Regions from separate parts of the Mus musculus genome. Here region 2 is linked to region 1. The links are chromatin contacts, called in public HiChIP or PLAC-seq maps. All regions are on one chromosome and are shown on one strand. The core of a region is the stretch at or near the end of the contact, and the rest is flanking DNA. Distances in the headings are between cores, read along the strand shown.

Region 1 (6,581 bases), core at 2,171-4,670:
AGGAGGAGGAGGAGGAGGAGGAGGAGGAGGAGGAGGAGGAGGACAAGGAGGACACAGGAAGGAAACTTTCAGAGATCAGTTAGCCGCTGCCGGCAGGTGTTGTATACATGGTGCCACTGGCTTATAATCCAAGCACCCAAAAAGTGGAAGCAGGAGGCTCATCCTGGGTGGCTACAGAAGAAGAGAAGGGGAGGAAGAAAAGAAGAGAGAGGAAGAGAGACATGACAGAGAAAAGGAGTCTAAAGCCTGAACTAGAGTCAGAGCAGGGAAGCACTGAAGGACTCTGGCTTAACATCCCAAGATCCCTCATTCCTCTAGCAATCTCTCCCAACCTCAGAGCCTCCCCTCCCCTCCCCTCCCCTCCCCTCCCCTCCCCTCCCCTCCCCTCCCCTCCCCTCTGTCTACCCTCTCACCCTAGGCGACTGGAAAGAACAACTCTGACTCTGAATGGCACAGTAGAGCCAGGTGCCTGGACTGGCAGCGGATCTCAGACCAGAGCAAGGCCATGACTGTGGGGTTTGTGCCGGGCTCTTCGCGGTGGTCTTGCAGAGACGGGGCCCTTGGACTGAGGGGAGCAGAGACATTCCAGAGATTTTTCACGTGCAAACAGATATTTCCTTTGTGAGTTTCTAGACTAAATAACACTCCCTGTGTCTAAGGATCGGTGTGCTCTGCTGACCTGGGCCGGTTCTCTGCCGGTGGGAGGAAAGGGGAGCCCTCCTCCTCTGCCCACAGATTTGGAGCCAGAGATGGGGAAGAAGTAAAAAAAAACAAAACAAAAAACAAAAAACAAAAAACAAAAAACAAAAAACGGTGTCCTTATAAGAAAATACCTTCTGCTGCCACATATCTCCTTCAAACACTGAGGAAGTTTGTTGGCAGACCTTGGAGACAAAATGGCAAAGACTTTTCTAAGAAAATGTACCCAGCCCTCTTTACACATCTATATAGGAACACACTTAGCCAAGTTTACTTTCTGAGGGCGAGGGGTCTCATGTATCCCAGGCTGACCTCTAATTTGATATATAGCTGAAGGTGACCCTGAACTTCTGAATCTCCTTCCTCTCTGTCTTGAGTGCTGGGGTTACAGGCATGTACCACCCCACTGCACTGGGTGGAAGTGGTGCTGGGGGTGGAGCCTAGTGGTGCTGGGGGTGGAGCCTAGAGGTGTTGGGGTGGAGCCTAGGGCTTCATGCACCCTAGGGAAGGACCCCCTCAACTAGCCTTGCCATCTAGAGCAGTTTCAGGGTCACAGTCAAATGTGCAGACAGTAGGGAGTTGAGATTACCCACCCTGCACATGAGCTCCTGGGCCATAAACATCCTGAACCCACTGGGACATCCCGTGCCCATGAAACCACGTGACCGCACTGTTATTGCCCCAAGTGTGTATATCACATTAGGGTTCATTGTCAGAGTTTCACAATCCACAAGTATACTTCTGCTTCATTGTATCCTACAAGGGAGTTTCAGTGACCAATAAATTGTGTAAGCCGAGGCTGCATCCCAACCCCAGGCCACTCGGGATCTGTTTCCTGTTTCCACAGTTGTGTCTTTTCCAGAACGTTGGAATCAGAATTAGACAGACTTCTTCCACAGCGATGTGTGTCTCCTTTCTTCTCTTCTCTTCTCTTCTCTTCTCTTCTCTTCTCTTCTCTTCTCTTCTCTTCTCTTCTCTTCTCTTTTCTTTTTTCTTCTCTTCTCTTTTCTTTTCTTTTCTTTTCTTTACTTCCTCCTTCTCTTTTTGAGACAGAGACTCACTATGTAGCCTTGGCCAACCTAGACTTAGATCATATGGACCACAGGGACCCTGAAATCATAAAGATCTGCTCAACTCTGCCTCCCAAGTTCTGAGTTCAAAGGCATGCACCATCACACCTGGCTGCACACTCACACCTGACTTTCTCTTCATATTTCCATGGCTAAACCTCTGATTTTGCTATAGTAGTGACTAATTATCTAGATGTAGTGATTTTCTTTTCTTTTTTTTTTTTTTTTTTTTTTTTAGTTTGTTAACAAGGGAAAGCATCCCAAGAATAGCAGGGGGCTGGTGATCTTAAAGTAAGAAGAAGAAAAAAAAATCCAAGAACTTAGATTCTTAGTGAGTTTCACAATTTATGAATAAATTGTATTATAATAAAGGCTGTAATAGAATAAAAGCAAATCTGGCTTAAATAGAATAACTTCTAAATGGAATTTTTAATTTATTATATGTGTAAGTGTTTGCATATGTGTGTGGGTACACACAAGCCGCCGTGCACATGTGGAGGTCAGAAGACAACTTGCAGGGCTCAGTTTTCTTCTTCCAGCACATGAGTTCCGGAAACTGAACTAGGGTTGTCAGGCTGGACCTTTATCTGCTTGCTGAGCTATCGCCCTCTCAGGCTGCAGTAAGCAAACCATGGCACCAGAGGGCGCCTGACTCACGTAGTCCATAAGAACAGCAGAGCAGGGTATCTTAGCAGGCAGCTGAGGTACAGGTGAGCTCAGCTTACACTGGCAAGCTAAGCAAAGGGTGCCCTGAAGGAGGCCTCCCTCCCTCCTCTCTCCTCTTTATGTTATTTGTGTTCTTTCTTTGTTTGTTATTGTTAGGGGGACAATGTTATGACATGGGGTTCAGAGGGCAGCTTGAGGTCATTAGTTCATTGTTACACAGATCAAGCCCAGGTGCTCAGGCTTGCAAGGCAAGAGCGTCTACCCACTGAGCCATCTCCCCTCTCTCCTGCTCCTGGGGAAGAAACTGAAGCAGGAAGGAGTGGTACAAGTTTGAGACCCGCCTGGGCTACACAGAAAGTTCCAGATCCATGTCTTAGTTTACTGCTGTGAACAGACATCATGACCGAGGCAACCCGTATAAGGACATTTAATTGGGGCTGGCTTACAGGTTCAGAGGCTCAGTCCATTATCATCAAGGCAGGAGCATGGCAGCATCCAGGCAGGCATGGTACAGGAGGAGCTGAGAGCTCTCTATCTTCATCTGAAGGCTGCTAGCAGAAGACTGACTTCCAGGTTAGAATGAGGGTCTTATAGCCCACACCCACAATGACACACCTGCTCCAACAGGGCAGGAGGGCCTTGCTCAGACAAGGGTTAGTTCAAGGGCTAGCCTGGGTTATATAAGAACTCATCAAAAAAAAAAAAAATCAAGCCTAAATAAAGCCAATCCTATCATGAACAAAAGCTACTCCTTCCTGTTCACACTCCCCCCTATAAGAATCCAGCTGGAACCAGTGCCTTGGCTCCCACTGAGCCTCACTGTCTCCAACAGTGGGAGCTGACTGGACCGCACTAGACAGTGTGTTAAACACCACCAGGGCTGCTGAAGCTGTCTCTGCCAGATTCCTAGGAGGACTGCGGGGGTTTCCTAGCCCGTGGGAAGCAGGGCCAGCCTGTGCCTGGAGGCTGAGAGGGGGGAAGTTGGGCAATGCTTCTCCCTCCCACTGCCCGCACAGCCCAGGGCTCTAACTTCCCAAGTTCCCCAGGTCCCTGTGCCAAGGCTGGGGGGTATTTATAGTGCTGGCACATGCCGGGGGAGCCAGCAGAACAGCTGTTTTCTGATATGGGAAAAGGGAGCGATCTCTACTAGGAACTGTAGGAAAATGAGCCCAAAGAGGTCTGCCACTCAATGCTGCCCTCTCTGGGGAGGGGGCTTCAAATCCTGCAGCAACAGCATTTCCCACCCTCACGGCCCAGACAGTTGGTTCAGCTGGTGGCCCCGAATGCCAGGTGCTGAGTGGGCCCTGGGGCCAGGAGCATAAGGCCTTGTTCCTTACAGTGGCCAGGAGGAACAGTGTCGTGGAAACCATGAGTGAACATCCATCCAGTCCTAGGGAGCAAGAACCCAAGAGTCAACATAAGGGATGCAGCTATTCCTGGAGAGTGATGGCGGCGGGTATCAGGAGGGAGGGGGATAATGGGGCGACCCCAGGGCCAGCCAAAGTTTACCTGGCTTTTCAGGATTCATGTGAGAAGGTCAGATAGAATGGAGATTTGTGGGTCCACCCACAGACCTACCCATCCCCTCCTGGGGATCATAGAGGTTGGATACCTCTTCTGGTAGCATCATCTACATGCAAAGATGGTGCAGCTACGCCAGCTGCCTAGCAGAGAGTTGGAAACCACACAGGCTCACACACATGTACATACATACATACACTTACAAACACACACACACACACACACACACACACAGGACTAAAATGAGGATTAGAGCTGGAATAAGGGTCAGGGTTGAGGTAAAAGGTCAAGGGCCAAGTATGTAGATTCTCCCAAGATAGAGTTCTGGGGGGGGGGGGGGGAGTAAACTCTGTACTGCAGGTGATATCCAATCCAGAACCTTCCGCTCTGCAACACACACACTGACACTTCCCACACACCCAAACATGCACACACACACACACACACACACACACACACACACACACACACTGACACTTCCCACACACCCAAACATGCACACACACACACACACACTGACACTTCCCACACACCCAAACATGCACACACACACACACACACACATACACACACACACTGACACTTCCCACACACCCAAACATGCACACACACGCACATACACACATACACACACACACACACTGACACTTCCCACACACCCAAACATGCGCACACACACACACACACACACACTGACACTTTCCACACACCCAAACATGCACACACACACACTGACACTTCCCACACACCCAAACATGCACACACGCACACTGACACTTCCCACACACCCAAACATGCACACACACACACACACACACACTGACACTTCCCACACACCCAAACATGCACACACACACACGTATGTTATATATATTTAGTTCTCCCAAATGCTCTTCTGGGCATCCTTCACTCATGGGGTCCTGTAGACAGCATGATCTGTGACTGGAGGAATTCTTTCACCAGGCCACCCTCCTCTGTCTGGTACCAATGCGGAGTAAGCCCCATCTGTGTTGGCTTAAAGGCCTTAATTGCCGTCTCCTACTTAACAACTAACAGTGACCAAAAAAGAAAACTACCTCCTAAGAGAAGGTGCCCCACTGTCGGGATGGCAGCTTGCGTCAGTCTGATTGAGAGTGGTACCCAACAGCTTTCTGCCAGGGCCATGTCTTGAGAGGCTGTTTTTGTTTTTGTTTTTTTGGAGGAGGGGGTCTTTTATCTTGTTTTAATCTCTGGCAGGTTTGGGTGTTTGTTTTATGACAGTCTCATGTAACCCAGGCTGGCCTCAAACTTGCTATGTCTTAGGATAACCTTGAACTCGTGCGCCTCCTGAGTACAGCTGCCTGGATTTCAAGCATGCACCATCGTGCCTGACCCCCAGGGAGTCTCTTAATCATGCAGAGTCCCATGCTGTCCTCGAAGGGGCTGGGGCTGGTTTTTAGACCTAAATTGAAATGGAAATACAGGAGAGAGGTCAGTTCCTGTTATACTGATATTGAGGATGTTGCCAAACTCAAAAATTGCTCATTTTCCCAAAGAAAAGTCAGTTCCCCCTAAGGAGATCATTTGGCTCTCTGGTAGGAATGGTGAAGGCTAGGCTTTGGCGTTCTGAACTGTGAGACTCACCAGTGAAGGTGTGCCTGGACAGAGGTCAGGACAGTGATAAAGGAGGGTCGTGGCGCCCTCTGGTGAGAATAGGACCAAATGCACCCAGAGGGCATCCCACTGAGGGGACCTAGCCCCACCATGGGGAAGAACAAGATCCATAGTTCCTCCTGTGGCCACTCAGAGCTCACACCTTCCCTGATGGAGCCACTTAGACATGATATAGATTCCATCCAAGAAAAGAGGGAGGTGTCCATCTTAGAGAGAGAGAGAGATGAACACACTCTACAAGGGCTGAGGCCAAAGGAAAGTCAGGAGACTGAAGGCCTCTTGTTCCCAGGAGCCGCCCACAGTCGCAGGAAAAGAGTCCCTCCTCTGTCCTACCCAGACATTGCCACAGGGGCCATGGGTTTCCTACCAAGCTGTGTCTGCACAGACATCATGGATCATCGAAGTTGAACCCATATCTCTGTACTCCCATAACAAAAGCACACAGGTTGGATGGCTGAATGGTTGGTCCCCAGAAGATTGAGAGGTTCAGAGTATCTGAGAGAGAGCATGGCTTCTACACATCAACACAGGGCTTTCCCCGGCTGCAGAGGAAATGTGCACAAAAGGCCAAAAGAGAGATTTGATCCTTTCATGACCCAGTGGGATGTCTAGAGGAAGTTCCTGGGAGTTCTGTACACATCTGTACACACGCTGCTGGAATCTCTCCAGACTCAGGTTTGCACGCCTTTCCAAATCGACTTCCATCAATGACACACCTGTTAGCACATAGCCTTGGTATGGAGTGCTCTTGGTGGGAACTGAGAGCCATTAGAGATCTGCTATACACACCGTGCAGGTGATAGGTTTCGTGGCAAACCCCACTCCCCCGGATGAGCATCCCAAGATTTCTGGATGGGTCATCCCTGGTGGCTGGAAGGGTTAGGGAAGACAGTCCTCACTATGCCCTGATGTTCACACCTGGAGGAGGCCAGCACTTCCTCCTCAGAGAGAGTCTGAAGGACCATTAGACAA
Region 2 (6,540 bases), core at 435-2,934, 280 kb before region 1:
CTCACCAGCCCCGTTTCAGGCACTTTCCGAGAGCTGTTCCGGTGGCAGGATTCCTAACGGGCATCTGTCTACAAACACTGCACTGACTCCTATAAAACCCTACTCTTTGCTGGGCTTCTGAGCAAACTGCCCTCTTCCAGACAAGCGCATCCCGCCGCCCAGGGCAGGTTCTGCAATACCTGAGCAAGAAGCTGAGCAGTCGACACCCACCCCCGCCCCCGCCCCACCCCCCTCCTCTGACCGCTGCCAGCCACATACTCACCCCTGTCTCCTCTTGATGTTTTTCCTCCATCGTTGCTCTGCAAGTGCAGCCTGCGGCTCACCTCCTCAAAGTGCCAGCTGTGCTGTTCGGGAGGGAAGATATTTAGGCTGCACTTTGGCCGTGCCAACTCTCAGCCAATTGCATTTTTATTGCTAGTCTAAGTCAGAATAACCCTTTCAGGCACCGGCAGCGTTTGCCCTGCCTTTCACTTCTGCTTTTAAGTTAAACATGTAGAGTTTGGCTAAGCCAGTGGGTCCCCTGAAACTGTGGACTCAGCGAGGTACCCAGGGGAAACAGCCTCCACTGCTCAAGTCTTCACCAGGCACGGCCTTGAAAAATGACTAGAAAGTGTATTTCTGTCTGGAACACATGGACAGCAACAGCTGTCACCAGCCCTATGCCACATTAGATAATGGGCTAACATATGGGGCTGTAAAGGCTTAGCCTAGTGTTTCCCACCACACCTTCTACTGCCAAGTGTCCCTAGTGGAGAGTCAGTTCTTGCTCAAGCAACCATGATGAAACTGTTATTATCGTTACTATCACTATTATTATTGGTGCTGGAGACCGAGTACGGATTGCCTGTGCTCTAGGGCTGAGCTATCTACCCTGGCCTTAGGTAACGCTGTTTGAGGAGAAAACTTTATTTTGTCTTTTTAAGGAACCCCGAGCGGCCCGGAGAGATACACTTTTCAGTACTGGGAAAGTAGCAAATACCTTCTTGTACTCTTCCTTTGCAGGGCAGGCTAAGTCCCCAGAGGCTGGTGTGAGTCCAGCAATCTGCCCACAAGCTGGTCACCACGGGCTCCGGCGCTCAGCACGTGTTCAACTGCTACCGGACTGACCAGGCCAGGCAGCCAAAACCTGAGCAAAGTCCCACCAGGCCCGCAGATTTTCATCCTTGTTAGACATGCTCCTTTGATTTATTAGCTGTTGCTCGAGTTCAGTCAGCAGATGTCTTTCTTCTTGTCCTTCACCCTTCAGCCGTTTATCAGGAGCCCACTCTGCATCCAGAAGTGTAGATCCGCTCGGGTAGCAATGGACAGTGGGGGCGTCTCCTTCCAGGAAAACTTCCTTGTTTTCTTCCCACTCCAACACGGTGGCTCTTCAACTAAGGCGTGACGGGGCCAGAGAGATTCATGTATTTCAAATAGTTTGAAGAAAAACAAAACCTTCCAAAGAAAATGCACGTAAATTGTAGGTGGTGTCACTTACTTCGGGGGCGGGAGTGAGAGGTGGGGTACAGAAATAACGAGCCGAGTTTACAATCTTGGGAGCGTAGGGAACAGAGGCCAGCTTCTTGGCCCCCAACTATTAATCTTCTCTCTGCCTGTTTTACTGTAAAATGAGATCTGAAAGCTGAGGGTTCAATCCCTGCCTCAACTTTCTCAACAGGGTAGGTGGGTGGGTGGGTGCAGGTCTGTGGTCAGACCCTGAGAGAAGTATTCGGAGTGGGAGTCTGGTTTCTGCGCAGTCGCAGTTCAGCGCGACCAACGCTCATCCTCAGTCCCAAGAGCACTTGCGGTTGAGGTGAGCCGGGGAGGGGTGCGGAGGGGCAGGAGCGGGTAGGGGGCGGGGGCGGGGGAGGGGGCGGAGCTGCATGCGTCCCTGTGTCCCCTGGAGGGAGCTGGCGATTCTGTCTGGTCCTCTGGGCTGGCAACTGCAGTCTGCCCCAAGGACATCCATCCCCAGGGCTCTCTTCTCCAAGAGAGAAGAGAAGGTCATTCTATAGACATGTCTTCTGTGTCCCCTGAAGAACCTGTCCGCAATTTCAGGACCCAGCCAAGCCACGGCCAACAGGGTGGAGGGCTGGAAGGTGGGCAGTGGGCACTCTTAGGAACACAGTACCCTGGGTGCATCTGGTTTGAAAGTGTGTGGATGGATCCTCTTGGTTTTCAGACCTCCCAGATGGATCCGGCCTGCTGAGCCTTCCCTGGCCATCTCGCCCTTGCTTCTGTGGCTTCTGAATGCGGCAGGAAATCCACCGCTGTATCTAAGCTTTGGGATTCATTTTTATGCTTTTGTTTGTTTGTTTGTTTGTTTGTTTGTGTTTTGAGACTGAGTTCCATTATGTAGTCCAGGGTGTTGTGGAATTCACTGTATAGTCCAGGTAGGTCTTGAACCTGAGAGAGCCTGGTCTCGGATTCCCAAATGTTAGGGTTACAGGTCTGAGCCTCTGGTTCAATGGGACCTTTAAAAAGGCCTTTAATAAGCACTAATAAACCCACGGACATTTTGGTGAGTTAAAGAGCACAGAATGAGGCGGGTGGAAAGAATACATGTGACGAATTACTAATATTTCCAGGAATTTGACCTGGGTTTAGCAGCCATCTCTGATAAGAGCCAAGGGATTGTCTTAAAGAGAAAAGGGAGTGGCCAGGTGCAGTTCTCCGGGCTGGACTCTAGAGGGCCTTCTTCCATACCTTTCTCTTGGGGAAGTCATTTGATCCACAGTGGGGAAGGATGTGAGACAGGCCGAGCCCACCAAGCAGCCTCTCAGATCTTTTATATTAAGTTGCTTCTAAAATATTTTAAAATATCTATGTCATTTTACGTGAGTGTTTTGCCTTCATGTATGTGTGTACTGCATGTGGAAACTGGTGCCTGCTTAGGTCGCAAGAGGATGATAGATCCCCTTGAAGTGGACTTACATGTATGGTTCTGAGCCACCATGTGGGTGCTGGGAACCAAACCTGGCTCCTTTGCAAGAAGAACAAGAGTTCTTAACTGCTGAGCCCTCTCTCCAGCCCTTAAATTGCCTCTAAGTAGGGAAATAACTTTGCCAAAAATTCTGGGATGAAGGTCTAGGTCTCAGATCCCAATTCCAAAACCACGATTAGTAACACAACACAGAAACTTTGTCAGTACACAGTCCAGAAGAAGAGTATTGCTCAGTGTGGTGGCACAGCCTACGATCCCAGCACTAGGGAGGTGGAGGCAGGCTATCAGAAGATCTAGGCCATACTTGGATAGACAGTGTGGGCTATGCAAGACCATGTCTAAAAAAAAATAAAAAATAAAAGGGGGGGAGGGAGGAAGGAAGAGAGAGAGAGAGAGAGAGAGAGAAGGGAGGGTGAGGGAGGGGAGGAAAACCTAAATGTTTGGAAGCTGCTCTTTCTGGGATGTGAGTTTTCCTGTTAGTCAGTGTTTTTATTTACCCGGCCCTTTGCTGTATAGAGAAGAGAGAAAAAGGATGCAAAAATAGCCTTGGCCACTTGGGGCTCAGACTCTCGCTGAGGAAGCAGAGTGTCCTAGTTTGCTTCCCATGGCTGTGGTATAGACCACAACCAAAAGCAGCTTCGGAAGGAAAGGGTTTGTGTCAGCTTACAACTGCTGATCACAGTACATCCTCCAGAGAGGCCACGGCAGAAGCTCAAGCTAAACCAGGAACTGAAGCGGAGACCATGGAGGAAAAGGGCCTGCTGGCTTGTCCCTCAGGCTTGCTTTCTAAAATATTTCCCAGGACCATCTGCCCAAAGGTTGTAGTATTGATACATAAAGAGCCGGGCCCTCGAAAGTCAATCATCATTCAAGAAAACGCCCCCCCCCCCGCCCTCGAGCCAATCAGATGAAGGCATTTTCTTAAATGATGTCCCTCTCCTCAAGTCAATTGATAAAAAAATTAAGTAGCGGGCAGAGTTCAGTCAAATGAACACACTGAGCAACTCAGGACGACTGAAGGCTCTTGGCAAGCTGGGGGCGGGGTGGGGTGGGGTGGGTGGTGGTGGTGGTGAGGTGGGAAGTGGGGGCAGGTGAGGGAAGTGAAGAGTTCTCTGGTCATGAGGAGCTCTGCCATGTGTGTGCTGATAGCCTGTGCTTTGCAATGAGGGAGTAGCAAAATGAGGTGGTCTGAAAAGCGTAAAGGAAAGGAGGGGGGCATTGAAAGGAGACTAGCGAGATGGACAGACAGACAACTGTCAGTGCGTGTAGCCTTTTTTGCTTTTTTCCTTCCTTCCTTCCTTCCTTCCTTCCTTCCTTCCTTCCTTCCTTCCTTCCTTTCTTTCTTTCTTTCTTTCTTTCTTTCTTTCTTTCTCTCTCTCTCTTTCTTTGATAGAAATTGATAAAAAAAATTCAGTAGCGGGCAGATTCAGTCAAATGAACACCCTGAGCAACTCAGGACGATTGAAGGCTCTTGGCAGGCTTTCTTTCTTTCTTTTTGTTTTTGTTGTTTTAAGACAGTGTCTCTTTACATAGCCCTGGCTGTCCAGAACCTCATTATGTAGACGAGGCTGGCCTTAAATTCAGAGAGCCACCTGCCTCTGCCCCCTGAGTTCAGGAACTTGGTTTTTTTTTTTCCCCTTTCTTTCTTTTCTTTTCTTTTCTTTTCTTTTCTTTTCTTTTCTTTTCTTTTCTTTTTCTTTCTTCCTTTTTTTTTTTTAACATAGAGAAGGTATTTAGAATTTGGGACAAGCCAGGTGTCCTGGTTTCCTTTCTATTGCTGTGATAAAATATCCAGACAAAAGTAACTTAGGAGAGGAGGGGTTTAGTTTTTTTACAGTCCCAGGTTACTGTCCATCACCGAGGGGGAATCAAGGCAGGCATTCAGTCAGTAGTCAGTCATATCATAGTCATAGTCAAGAGCAGAGAGAAACAAATACACGCAAAGTTGCCTGTAGCTTTTACTTGTTCTGAATCGTGCAGGGTCTTCTGCCTGGGGAATGTGCTGCCCACAGTGGTCTGGGACTTCCCATGGCAATCAACAATCAAGGCAATCCCCTAAAGACTTGTCCACTGGCCTGATCTGAGCCTTTCTTCAGTCAAGACTCTTGTCTCAGATGATCCTAGGTTGTCACAAGTTGGCATGACATTGGGCATGGCGGTACATATCTATCATCCCAACACCAGAAACACCGAGGTGGAAAGATTTTGAGTAGCCGCCAGTCTGGACTATACACTGAGACTTTGGCTCTAAGAAAACTGTTTGGGAGTGGAACTAGAAGTATAGAGTTCAGATGCCCAGTGTGAATAGGCCCTGGGTTCATCTGCCGCACTGTAAATGGAGAAGAACATTTGATGAAATGACACATGTGATATTTTTGTGGAGTTTCTTATGTCAATTTTAATCTATATTGTCTATGAGCGTTTGCCATCAGGTGTGTATGTGCACGCTGTGCATGTCTGATGCCTGAAGAAGCCAAGAGGAGGACATCAGACCCCTACCAACCAGAGTTCATAAGACACTGAGACACATAGAGCTACAGTCTCTTGATGGCTGTCGCATGTAACCACGTCGATCCAAACTCCATATGTAGTGAAGATGCTGACTTTCCCAGTCCTCCGTGTGCTGGGGCTCTGCTTGTCTCCACTGGTGGAGGAGTGGAGAGGTGCGGGGGACTCTTCTGTTTGTTCTGACTCTGCCCTAACGGGACGATGTTTTATGCGTCATACCGGTGTAGGTAGGGCTCACACACAGCCTTTATCACCGAGCCACACTGCCACCCCTTCAGATTTTAGAGCCAAGGATACAGTATTCTCCTGGGAGTAAGTGGCCTAAGGACCCTAGTGTGCTGCTGAATGCCTGCTGAGATTTCCCAGCTTCCGTCTTATCACGACCGCAATCGATTCTGTTCCCATTCAAATGACGTAGCATGCCCTGGTGAGCGCTGACCAGCCTTTCGGTAAGCCGTTATCTTTCTATGCCACGGGGCAGCATGTCAGGTTGCTCAGCAAAATGTACCACGGCATAGTGGAAAGTCTTGATGCCCTCCGAGGGCACAGCATGAGGCGGGCATGCAAGGGAGGTTGTTTTCGGTAGGATCTATCTGACACCCGTCATGTCTACTCCGGGCTTCGATAAGGAAAGGGTCATGACAAGGTCCAAGCACACCCATTCTTCAGCCACGCCGCTGTCTTGCACCTTGTCTTGAGAGGGAGGTTGACACAGGAGGTCTAAAGTCCAGTGCTCACCCAACGTTTCTTCTGTCACCTGGACCCTGTTCCTAGCTACACTGCTCGGGGGTGTGTCCCCTGGTTGGGAGAACCCAAGCCTGAAACAATGAGTAATGAATAAGAGAATGAGGCAAGGGCGGGAGTTTGTGCTTGGTCATCATTTCAGCCGCTGTCCACGCCGCTCGCCCGCGGCGGCGAAGCAGGGAGCCTACAGTCCGCACCCGGTGTGGACGTCTCAGATGCATGACCAGCTTGCTCTGTGCTTTGCCTGTACCAAGAACAGAATTTGACCTTGTCTATCACAGGGTACAGTGGGCAAGCAGGGTGCGTTCCTCAGAGTCACGGGCCCGCAGCATGAGAGCCAGGTCGTTACAGTTCTCAGCAACTTT

Evidence for each region. HiChIP or PLAC-seq counts read pairs in DNA pulled down with a chosen protein or histone mark.
Region 2: an H3K27ac HiChIP or PLAC-seq map of microglia shows a contact between it and region 1, with 7 times the contacts expected there. The contact joins the promoter of Slc2a5 here to the enhancer-like site in region 1. A contact is called at or near these places in 2 of 39 promoter capture datasets (embryonic stem cells and pre-B cells), 1 of 15 datasets of contacts at CTCF or cohesin (large pre-B cells), 4 of 484 Hi-C or Micro-C datasets (the 63-12 cell line, bone marrow-derived macrophages, cerebral cortex and 1 more), 4 of 115 datasets of contacts at active chromatin or transcription factors (cardiomyocytes, embryonic stem cells, large pre-B cells and 1 more) and 3 of 9 other capture datasets (adipose tissue, embryonic stem cells and macrophages).

Annotation. Positions count from the first base shown.
Region 1 is chr4:149,837,925-149,844,505 of GRCm38.p6, reverse strand. No RefSeq gene overlaps it. Among named protein-coding and RNA genes, the nearest start is that of Gm42354, 51 kb to the right of the region's middle. Within about 2 kb of position 3,420, at least 62 of the 459 cell types and tissues checked have an H3K27ac peak or open chromatin away from gene starts, as enhancers often do. A contact at or near this core is called in adipose tissue, bone marrow-derived macrophages, cerebral cortex and 1 more, where this site is marked.
Region 2 is chr4:150,114,488-150,121,027 of GRCm38.p6, reverse strand. It overlaps Slc2a5 (solute carrier family 2 (facilitated glucose transporter), member 5), which reads right to left and starts at 1,684. Exons shown (of 14, transcript NM_019741.3): 1 at 1,478-1,684; 2 at 980-1,373; 3 at 263-344. The coding sequence starts at 292.